2 separate regions of the Mus musculus genome follow, and region 2 is linked to region 1. A link is a contact called in public Hi-C data. All regions are on one chromosome and are shown on one strand. The core of a region is the stretch at or near the end of the contact, and the rest is flanking DNA. Distances in the headings are between cores, read along the strand shown. Region 1 has its middle 34 kb from the start of A830009L08Rik. Region 2 overlaps Ssbp2 (single-stranded DNA binding protein 2).

What was found. Hi-C and Micro-C count contacts between places; a contact is called where the count stands out from the background.
Region 2: a Hi-C map of pre-megakaryocyte-erythroid progenitors shows a contact between it and region 1, with 3 times the contacts expected there. The contact joins two enhancer-like sites. A contact is called at or near these places in 2 of 484 Hi-C or Micro-C datasets (brown adipocytes and pre-megakaryocyte-erythroid progenitors) and 1 of 9 other capture datasets (embryonic stem cells).

What each region holds. Positions count from the first base shown.
Region 1 is chr13:91,419,138-91,424,644 of GRCm38.p6, reverse strand. No RefSeq gene overlaps it. Among named protein-coding and RNA genes, the nearest start is that of A830009L08Rik, 34 kb to the right of the region's middle. Within about 2 kb of position 2,959, at least 36 of the 459 cell types and tissues checked have an H3K27ac peak or open chromatin away from gene starts, as enhancers often do. A contact at or near this core is called in pre-megakaryocyte-erythroid progenitors, where this site is marked.
Region 2 is chr13:91,609,598-91,615,104 of GRCm38.p6, reverse strand. The region is part of intron 4 of Ssbp2 (single-stranded DNA binding protein 2); the gene reads right to left. Among named protein-coding and RNA genes, the nearest start is that of Gm41016, 78 kb to the right of the region's middle. Within about 2 kb of position 2,989, at least 15 of the 459 cell types and tissues checked have an H3K27ac peak or open chromatin away from gene starts, as enhancers often do. A contact at or near this core is called in pre-megakaryocyte-erythroid progenitors, where this site is marked.

The DNA.
Region 1 (5,507 bases), core at 1,710-4,209:
GAAAACAGCAAAGCAAACCTCCATGGTTAGAGAAACAGGAAATTCTTCAGTTAACGATCCAGCCCTAAGTCCAGTGTGTGGGCTATACATTTATTTATTTTTCCCTAGGATGGCCAGAAGATCGCCCATTTAAACTTCACAATAAACTTCTTTTGGGTAGCTTGCCTTTCCTGGCAAGGGGAGTTTTGGCTAAAACAGTAACACACCACTGAAAAGGTCATCACCACCAGGAGTCCTGTAGCTTTTGTTGTATCAAAAGCAGAAATTTCCACCTGTCCTTTTCAGCCACCAAGACAGAACTTTCTAGTTACGCTGTTCAAGACATAAATTGCAAGTTGGGATATGGGAGATATTTTTTAAGAGCCATTTTGCATCACATAGATTTTCTAATGATGTATGCAAGTATGTTTCAAATAATATTAGATATTTTTATCTGAAGGAATTCTCTCCCTCTGGTCCTTCTTATATAAAGTTTCAGAATAAAAAAAAAAAAAGGAACCAAAGTGCAGTGGAGAAAACACGTGCTTTAGAGCTAGACCCAGCTTGAAACTTCGGCTTGTGATGTATGAACTCTCAGGAGGTCTCCGTCTGCATCATCACCGTGGGGAGAGTTGTGTTTCTCTTTTCAGTTCCTTGTAAGGAGTATGGGAGATCATTCCAGCAAGAATGGCAAGCATTCGGCAAATGTGAGCATCATCCTTCTCCTCTCTCACATATAAGTATTATAATCTTGAAGCCAACTCAGAATATCCCTTCAATATGTGGAATTTGAAAGAAAACAGAAAAAAAAAATAGGAAAAAAGTCTTTAACTTCTTGATTTAGTCAATTAGGGATTCTCCATTACTGTCCCAAAGAGGAATATATACGAGGCTTAAGGTGAGACTTTAGACAGAAAGGATGGCATCTAGAATATCTGTGCTCTGATAAGTATCATAGACAGGTGGCTCATAAACAACAGGAATTTATCCCTTGGAGTTCTAAGGCTGAAGGTTCTGGCAGACGTGGTGTCTGGTCAGAGTCCCCGTCCTCATGGATGGAATTTTCTCACTGTGTTCTCCCAAGGTGAAGGGCAAATAAGCTCTCTAGGGCTCTCTTTGTCTGCCTCTGTCTCCCTCTCTGTCTCTTGTCTCTCTCTGTGTCTCTGTCTTTTTCTGTATCTCTCTGTCTGTCTCTTGTCTCTCTCTGTGTCTCTGTCTTTCTCTGTATCTCTCTGTCTCTGTCTGTCTCTTGTCTCTCTCTGTGTCTCTGTCTTTGTCTGTCTGTCTCTCTCTTTGTGTCTGTCTGTCTCTCTCTAGGTAAGATACAACTTTCACCCAGAGAAGCTCCATTCTAAAGAAGACATAATCATCTTTCTACCTCCCGAAACCTTGAGGGACAGGATTTCAACATGTGAGTTTAGAGGGACTCGAACTTTCAGACCGTAGCAGACTAGAACTGGAGAGGGCGCATGGGCCTCTTTTCATTTATGTTGGCATATCTTGGCCAACAAATTAATTTCTCAGTGAAGTAACATCTGATGCTGATATACATCTAAGACCGTGTGTTCTGGTGTTTGCATGCACTAGCAGTGTACAGTCAATGAGGTGGTCCTTTTTACCAGATAGATTCAAGATCAACTTGTTATGTATCTCTGCTCATTTATATGAAGAAAGAGATTGAGAGCTTCACGTTCTGAGCATACTACACTGTGTCTATGTCCAGTAAAGTCTGTTAAGTTCCCTACATTACGATCTGCCTTAAATATTCTTTTTATGAGACATAGTCTTACATTTAGTGTGTGTGTGTGTGTTGAAGTCACAAAACTAGCTTGAGAGTGTTGGTTCTCTCCTTCCAACATATGGCTTTCAGGGATTGAACTCATGTTATCAGGCTTGACAGCAAGTGCCTTTACCAGCTGAGCCATTTTGCTGGTCCAAAAGGAATGTTTTCTACAAATAAGCCCTGTAATAAATATACAAGCATAAGTCCAACCATATTGTTGCAAATATTTGCTTTCCGGTCAACCTATGTAATGCCATGGCAAACCTTGTGTATTCATTGAAGGAAGCCTGGAAGCCAGACTTCAATGGCCGTGTCAAATTTCTGCCAGAGGATTTTTATTGTGTTTTCTCAATCAAAGGGGAAGTGGAAGAGAGAAACATATAAGGGGTCTTCACACTACTAACTATACATGTACACAATCATCCTTCAAGAGACACGAGACAAATCGTGATGAGTTTGACCCAGAATCTGCATCATCTATTCCTAGTTCTGCTCCCAACCCAAACAACCTTAAAGCAGACGCGAGGCATAAAGAAATATTTATACTGAAAGAAGAGCGTTATTCAAAGTAAGTCAAAATATCAACCATTTCCCAGGACATTATGTCCATGTCTGTGGTTATTGAAATTCATAACTCCATAGTGAATAACAACTGTGTTCTTTCACTTATGTTAAGACTCTGACACTGTGCACATTGCTTGCAAATTTGATATTATAAAAGAGGTTATCAACGATGATCAACCAAGTTTGGGCAGGTTATTTTAACTGAGGAATTTGATAGCGTTTATTATTAGAAAACATATCCACAATTCCATAGCTTTATACTGTTCTCTGATTATTTAAGGTCAATTTGGAAAAGTTTCCGAGCAACTAGTCCACACTTAATCCCCTTTCCAATCTTGCTATTTGATTAGGGTTTAAATAGGTATATGATATAAGCATTGCAACTCTCTAAAAAAAGCGCCTCCCTCCTCCCCAAACCCCACTAATTTAGGTTAAAAACAAAGTATTGGCAGCAAAAGTGTCTTTAAGTTTTTGCAATAATCCTTCCAGTACTTTCGCATCCCTAAAGGCTCCAGATGTGACCAGCCACTACGAAATGGGGAGCTGTTTATCAGCACGCTGCAGCGGGGACTGGCACCTGTAATTTTACTCATATTTTGCATCAGCGTTATTAAAACACCAAGAAATGACCAAGTTCACTTGGTTTCGTGTTATCACAAGGACGACCCTCTGGGTGATATGCTCTGTCGCCTGGCTGTCATCCTGAAGGTGACAGTTACTGCAAGCAGCTTTCTGTGCTGTAGGTGCAGAGGCTGCTGCTAGAGCCTCCTGAAGGGAGTTTCTGCTGGGGTCTGGGGCTGCAAAACACTGTTGAAATGTTGTTCTTGATGCCTTCAAGTAACTGACCATTGATCATTTATCACATGCAAACAACCCCAGTCCTTTCTTTCCTTTTAGTCTGTTTTTCCCCTTCTTTATTTCTCCTCCTTCTGTTGTTGTCAATACTTCTCTGAAGCTGAAATTAGGACACCTCAGTCTGGAATGAAGCTTTCAGAAGTGATCATTTGAATCCTGTGATGACAATCACTCCCAGGGTGAAGCCCTGGATCCCAAGTCACCCTTTCTTCCTCTTACTAACCTGGGGCTGCTTTGTCCTGCCCAAGGCTTTCCAAGCTGTTTGCTTCAGCTTGCTTTCACCTTTCCAGTTGTGTAAAAACAGAAAAAAAGTACATTTTGCTTTCTGGCACTTTATCCATATAGATGATTGGAATTCCTCCTTTGCTAGACTGATGGTTTCCAACTCCCAGTAGTCACTGATTGTGGGTTGGTACTTATGTAATAGCAACTTGGTTTTTAATAAAGTCCCTGACCTTTACTCCCATAGACAAGAGTACTTACTGGGGTGCCTGGAAACTGGTCAGTGAAAACACACTTCTGTGAGGCTTTGACATGCAAGTTGGAAGAAGCCAAGTTGGGAATCCAAGGAGCTAAGGGCTTAAGTGACTTGCCTGGCATTGCAGTGAACCACTGCCATGCTAAAACTGCAACAGTTAATGGTCAGCACAATGTACTTGATCATCTCACCTTGGGAGCTAAAAGCACAAAATTCTCATTTCTGGCTTGACTTGTGCTCCAGCTGTATTGTCTCTGCACCTTATTGGTGGCAATGAAATATTTCTCGATGCATTAAAGTAACCTTCAGATCAAGGGGTTGAGGTCCAGTCATCCAGGAAGCTGTAACTGCTGCTAGCTGTGCATAAGCATCCCTTCAAGGTACTCAGCAAAAATCATGGACTCTGTCTTTATCTCTCTGAGTTAGTTTCTAAATTATTTTTAATGTCAGCAGTGACCATGCTGTTTAGATCTATTCAAATAATGTACTGTAACACAAATCTTATATCTGCTAATGGACCTGCTCTTCAATGGTTGGAGTGTCTTACTAAATATGTGAAGCTATAAAATGTGTCGGTGTCCAGGAGACAAAAAGAAACAGGGAGTCACATCACTACTCGAATGTAAGATCTCCTGTGTAACTGGACAGATGAGAGCGGCTACAGTGTCCCAGCAACAGCCGTGTCAGAGCCCATGAATGCTTCATAATTTATTAGGTCCATTATTAAACACACTTTTCATTAATAGAGTTTTGAGGGTTTGACCCTTAGTGATCTGCATCCTGGTTCATTTTAAAAGACGATTTCCAAGTCCTGAGACATCGTCAAATGTCCCAGAAGTTGCTAATGGAAGACAATATTTTCCAGTAACAGTAGCTGTGTTAAAGGAGTGAGGTGAGACTTCTAATGAGGGCATCTGAAGGTGCTCGTGATTTGGGTGCAGCTGAAAGACCTCCCCTTCTGTCTGTAGCTCTCAGTGTAGGAGAGTCCCTAGAGGCAAAGAGAAATCTGGTGAGAAGCAAGACCGCCCCCTGCATCAGCCCAAAGCCCTTGGAGAAGGAAGTCCTGGAACTACCTGTCTCTAATTAATCTCCTCTGCTGTATTCCCTCAGCACTCACATACTCATAATTATATTTATGACTGTAACTGTGTTATATTACAGTTCAGATCCCCTTACAATAAATACCACCATGATGAAAATTCTCAACTAAAAAAAAAGTCCCAACTTTAGCCAATAACTTATGTATTTCAGGCATATTTGATACAGTGGAGGTCTAGCAATATATAACGATTTCAACGCTCCTTCAATTCTTTTGCAAGGGAATTTGAGCCTGTAACTATATTCATCATCACACAAGAGTGCGAGGGACCTTTTCCCAGACCATGAGACACTCAGCTAAATGGTCCTTAGTAGCTTCAAATGCATAGTAAACACCAGAGCAATGGAATGATTTGTGACAGAATTTAGTGAGAAACTTAAGGTAGACCCTCTTGCCTACAATAATAGCCTTGCTAGCATTGCTGAGTGACTGTTAGCAAGGCTTTCATGCGTTCCAGGTGTCCTTTATCAGCATTTGAGTGATGGAAGGAAAACTGTACCCCAATGTGAAATAATCTAGGCTCTTTTTCGTCCCCAGTGCTTCTTCCAAAAACCCACTCCCTTCAGATCATCCAACAATAGAAAGGCTGTTTCTGTCCCTGTGATTCTGTCATTAACTGGCTGGTGCTCTCCTGACTCTGGCCTATCATGTTTTTATATATCCAGTTATTTATTACATAGATATAAAATCCTGCATTACAAGTGGAAAATGATGCTACAATGACAACGGTCTGTGATGTTTTCTTTATA
Region 2 (5,507 bases), core at 1,740-4,239, 190 kb before region 1:
ATGAGGTCATTAGAGGAGAGAGGGTGGGAGGAGTAAGAGCTGGAGCAGAGGATGACTCCAAGTGACACCTTCAGGGCAGCGGCGCATGCTAACTCACAGTGTTGGCAGCAACACATCGTCGTTCTCTGTAGGTACAGCCCTAGGAAGGGGACCTGCTCAAGCAGAAGACTATATACTAGGGAATATTCTGACCAGTGCAAATTGGCCTTGTACATTCTTTCTCCAAAGGGCAGAATCGGATGGCTAGGGAAGGGGTGGATCTGTGGAAAGTGGGGTGGGCGGACTATGATCTAGAACTTCAGGCTCGCAAAGCAGGGACTGAAGAGAGACAATTATCAAGAACATTAAAGAAATGGGTGCTTTCTAGTTGTTAAATGAAAAATCAAACCATAACAAAATCATCATGTAAACTTCCATGACAGAAGCACAATCATGTGTGTTCCTCATGGTCCTGCATAGTAGCAGGGATGAGATGACAGTGTTTGTGTCCTAGCCACACCTTTTACAATGAATTAGTATCTGCATAACTAGCTTTATGATTTTCTCCTTTGTTCCTCTGTACAACCTCTCCCTGCCTTTTCTCCCTGCTTTTCATTCATGACTCCTTCCTTCCACCAACTGGTTTTTGGCTGAGATCACAATTTCAATAAAAAATAAAAGCTGCACAGTCAGGCGGGAAGCTAAGAAGCTTCCTCTCCTCAAATGTCATTAGTGACTTCCTGAGTACACAAGAAACAGATTAATTAAAGACGTTAAAGGAGGGGTAGTATAGTCAACAAAAACCCGCTTCACATTCATTTTGATCTCAGCCATGTGAACTCACGTTCACTATGATCACAGCCAGTGTGAACTCACATTTATGAGCACAGTCATGTGAACTCACTTTCATTCTGATCACAGCCAGTGTGAACTCCCACTCAATATAATCACCACAGACACGTGAACTCACACTCATTATGATCACCACAGACATGTGAACTCACATTTATTCTGATCACAGCCAAGTGAACAGTGAGACGCCATCTGGATATGACACCCTGCACACCTGGGGACAACAAGGGGAGTACTTGACAGAATGATGCTCATGGAGCGATTCCACTATGGCAAAGTGACTTCTACCATCTCCTTCAAAACTATTTCATGACACTACAGACAACACACTTCACTAACACATGACACTTCTTGCAAAAATATTTTCTTGAGGTTTTAGTAAATTCAAATTACTTCATTATCTATAATCAGTAGAAAAAGATAAAATTTCCTTCTCTCCCTCCCTCTTACACACACACACACACACACACACACACATGCCTATGTATATGGGTATAATTTAAATGCATGATTACTTTTATTTAGGACTATATAATTATTATTTATATATTTCATTGACACATGTTAAATTTCACAATTTGCAGCCAGAACATGCCTTATACATTCTGTTTCAAATCTCATTCTTTAATGATTTCTTTTTTATATATAAAATTACATAAAACCCCTCCTAACAAACTACATTTAAACTACTGAATCGTGTGTATTTAATTTGTATTCAAAGGGGAAATGGAATAAGGTTTGATTTGTTTTTCTATACAGCTTACAGGCAAGCTAGGCTTCAATCTTAAGACTGCTCTCAACAACTGATTTTGTATTATATGGAGAAAAGAAAACATTTATACTAATTTAAATAAAACATTAACTTAGATAAATTTTGTTAAAAATTAATTTTTCTTATTTGTCAAGAATTCTTAGCATCATATAGCCACTGAAATCAAGGCAATGCCTATCAAGACCCATTGAACTTTACAGCACGCATCTGGCTAGGACTACAGTGCAGATGGTGAGAGAAACTTCCAGTGAGCCTGCTAATAACAGTTCTCCACTGAGGTTATTTTCTCTAATTACCAACTTATTTTTGCTCAAATAAAATTTGTTTGCTTATAGAACAAAGCCCCCCCCCCATCTCCATTATAGACTCTACGTACCACAAAATAACTGCAATGTTCACTTCAAAATCAACCATTAGCATGAAACATAGCATTAAAAAGTTAACAACAGTTCCATAAACTAAAATGTGATATTTTATCTTTGGAAATAGGAAATATTTCTGAATGTTCTTAAATGTAATGCAGAACTGGTTAATTGTATGCTTTTTGATGGGAAGTAAGTTTCAGGAGAGCAGTCACACAGTCGACCCTGTAAATGCTAGTTAAATATAAAGAATGAAGGCCTAAAAGTGTTCTAAGAGACTAGTAGTATGCTGTGAGAACATTCTCTAGCTCTTTGTGACCAACCAGCATTTTCTTGAACATACTGTTGTAAGGTGCCGGACCTGGCCAAAGTCTTCTCACACTGCCTGGCTTTACTCCATAGTCTTATCTTGGTTAAATATTAGTTGGTTTTATGAACAACATGGTAATAAACGATTCGCTGTAACAATGCAGATTACTGAAGCAAAAACATAAAAATAAGTAAGGAAAATCAAATGTAAACTCAGCACTCAAATCTAACTACTGATAAAATATTCTTATGATTTTAAAAATAAATATTAGCCTAACATATGAGCCAGCCATTTTTCATTTAGGAATACATGCTAAATAGCTTCTAATTCTCTTCATGTCTTTTTCTAAGTTTACTCCCAAAGGCTTTATAGCTTATTGTTATAAACAGGAGTGTACACCTTGCATTCTTTCTGCTGTGTGTGTACCTTATAGTTTTCTGCACTTTTCTCTGAGTGATGCATCTCGTATTTCAATAATGATACATACCTAAGGCTACCTTCTCAATATATTCTTTATCTATCCTATTGTATAAGTCTTAAGTTAGTTTGGCTGTTACAGCACTTTCTAAAACCTGAGTTGCTTAAATGCAAACATATTCACAGATCTCAAGGCTAGGAAGTGCAAGACGAAGGTGTCAGTAGATACAGTGACCGATGAGGTCTGTGCTCCTGATCTGTAGATGGGTAACTTCTCATTGCACATATATGTGGCAGCAGAACAGAGTTCCCCTTCTATTTCTTTTATCAATGAGGCAATTAACCATGAAGCCTCTGTGGTCAGACTGCCTAATGCCAGATAGCAGCCAACCCACATTCAAATTGCATCACACTAGGGTTAAGATTTCAACTTTTAGGAACATGCATTCAATCCACAGCCGTCTACTAAGTTCATAATTAGTCAATGCAGATTTAGTATTCCCAAGCCCAGAGAAAAGGATGCTATTTGCATAAACATGAACATTCATATATACATGCTGTCAAAATGCAAAATGTTGCATGTTTAAGCCAAATATGTAACAGAAATTTTCTAAGATTTGACTACCCTTTTTGTAATTCACATGGCTGTCTAAACACTAGTTCACTTTTAGAGAGGAGCCACCTGCATTATTTAAGAAGAGAACCTTGCTTCAACTTGTGTTCCGCTTCATGCCTTTTACAGGTCACCTTCCTCTCTCTTCGACAAGACCAAACTAGTGGTCAGAAAATTATTTATTCAGTGGGGTGGTGGTACTCTATTTACCATGGAGTCAAACAAGACCCATGGGCCTCTAACCTGTGATGTGATAGCTACAAATATGGAAAGAATGTTTAAGAAGTCTAAATGTTCTTAAGAAGATGTTTATAAGACATACGTGTAACAAATAATAAAGTTAATTTCTTCCTTTAATTGTGTATTTCTGAAATTCCAAATTCATTTTCATTATCAAATATCACAAGTATGTTTCTAAAATCAGCTTCTTTTAATATATGCTGGTACAGGAATAATTTTTCCCTTTAGATTTCTGTAAATGTGTCAGTTTTCAGATATAGTTTATTAAATCAAAATCCTAAGGTAAACCTCAAAAGACTTAAAATTGTTTGTCAATCTATTCTGACAGTATTTACAGTTGCTATAACATACCTGAAAATATCAAAGAAGCTTTTATTTGTCAAAAAGCAAAAATAACATTCAACTCTTTTGTGCTTTCAACATATACAGCTTAAGTCTAATTATTATCCAACTAAAAATTATTTCCCTTAAAAACTAAAATGCTAAGAAACTTTTTAATTATTTATTAAATAAAATATATATGATGTGTCACAGTGAACTGAGCACATTTCAGATTTAGTTAGAAAAGAAGTTACAATGCTTTTAGATTCATATTTCTGTTTTTTTTTTTAAAAAGGTGTGAAAATTTCAAATGTGTAATTGTCAGGTGTCATAAAACACCAGCTCTTCATTGAGGAAACAGTCACTGCTCAGTTCTCTGGCCTGGCAGAAGTGTGAAAGCAGCTGAGCAGGGCGATCACACTCTGCACACAGACATGCAAAGAGGGGAGCGCAGGGCTGAACTCACCCTGCCAGAGCAAGACACAATCCAAACAGAAAACATACATTCTAGAACCCCGGGTTGTGTCGGAAGTGTTCCAAACTTACAGGGTAAGAAGTCACCATGGGAACCATTCTCCCTCCCACTGCCCTTCTCCTTACTCTTTCCACCCTCTACCCAAAAGAAACAGCACAAAAAGGCCTGGAAATGGCTACTCTTAGGTTTTTCTAAGAGATGTGACTATGAAATTATGTTTCATAAGTTGTTTTCATTAAGCATTCCACTGGATAATTCTTTTCTAGAATTTTTGCAATGTAACATATAAAAATAAATATTTAAGGCATATGATATTTGATATACGCTTACCTCTTAAAGTGATAAGCAGTGTCAAGTGATTATTATACCCACCCAAGCCCACAAAGCTGTCTGACTAGGGAAGAAGAGCATTAAGGGACTAGTGTCCACATGTGTCCAGCACAGAACACTGTATCAATAGCTGGACTCCTGTTTCAGGAAGGTAGGATTGTTAAGCACAACTACAGCTTCTACAAGGAAAAGGAGGCCCTTTCTTCTTTATCACAATGCGCAGGAGAAAAAACCAAGGTCATTACTATTTCATACTTCTCAAGCTATTGAAAGGAGATATAAGAATCTTTTTAAACAACACTGATCTAGTTAGTATATGTCAAAAATATAACACCAAAAAATGTAAAAACAGATCATAAAACTTCTAAAAGAAAATAGAGTAATATTAATATGTGACCTTGGTCTTCGTAAGCTAGACTTTATTAAAAAAAAACTAACACTGTTCCTTGAATAATACTATAAATAAAACCATAACATCATCCGTAAAGAAAGACTAATGGACCAACGGAATAGAACAAAGCCTAGAAATAAAACAGTGTATATACCATCGAACAATTTCAGCGAAAGTATAGGAATATTCTATGGGAAAGGATAGTCTCTTAGACAAACCATGTGGAAAGTGGATGTAAATACAGAAGAATGAGAATGGGGGGGGGGGGTAAGATGGCTCCATGGTAAAAGCATTTTCCACAAAATACCTGAAGACCTGAGTTCTTCTGTCCCAAGATCACATGTCCCACGATGGAGGGAGAGAGCCAACTCCCAAAAGAAAGCCTGTCCTCTAACTTCCACACATGCCATGTGCCATGTCATACAAGCCTGCATTCACAGGTACA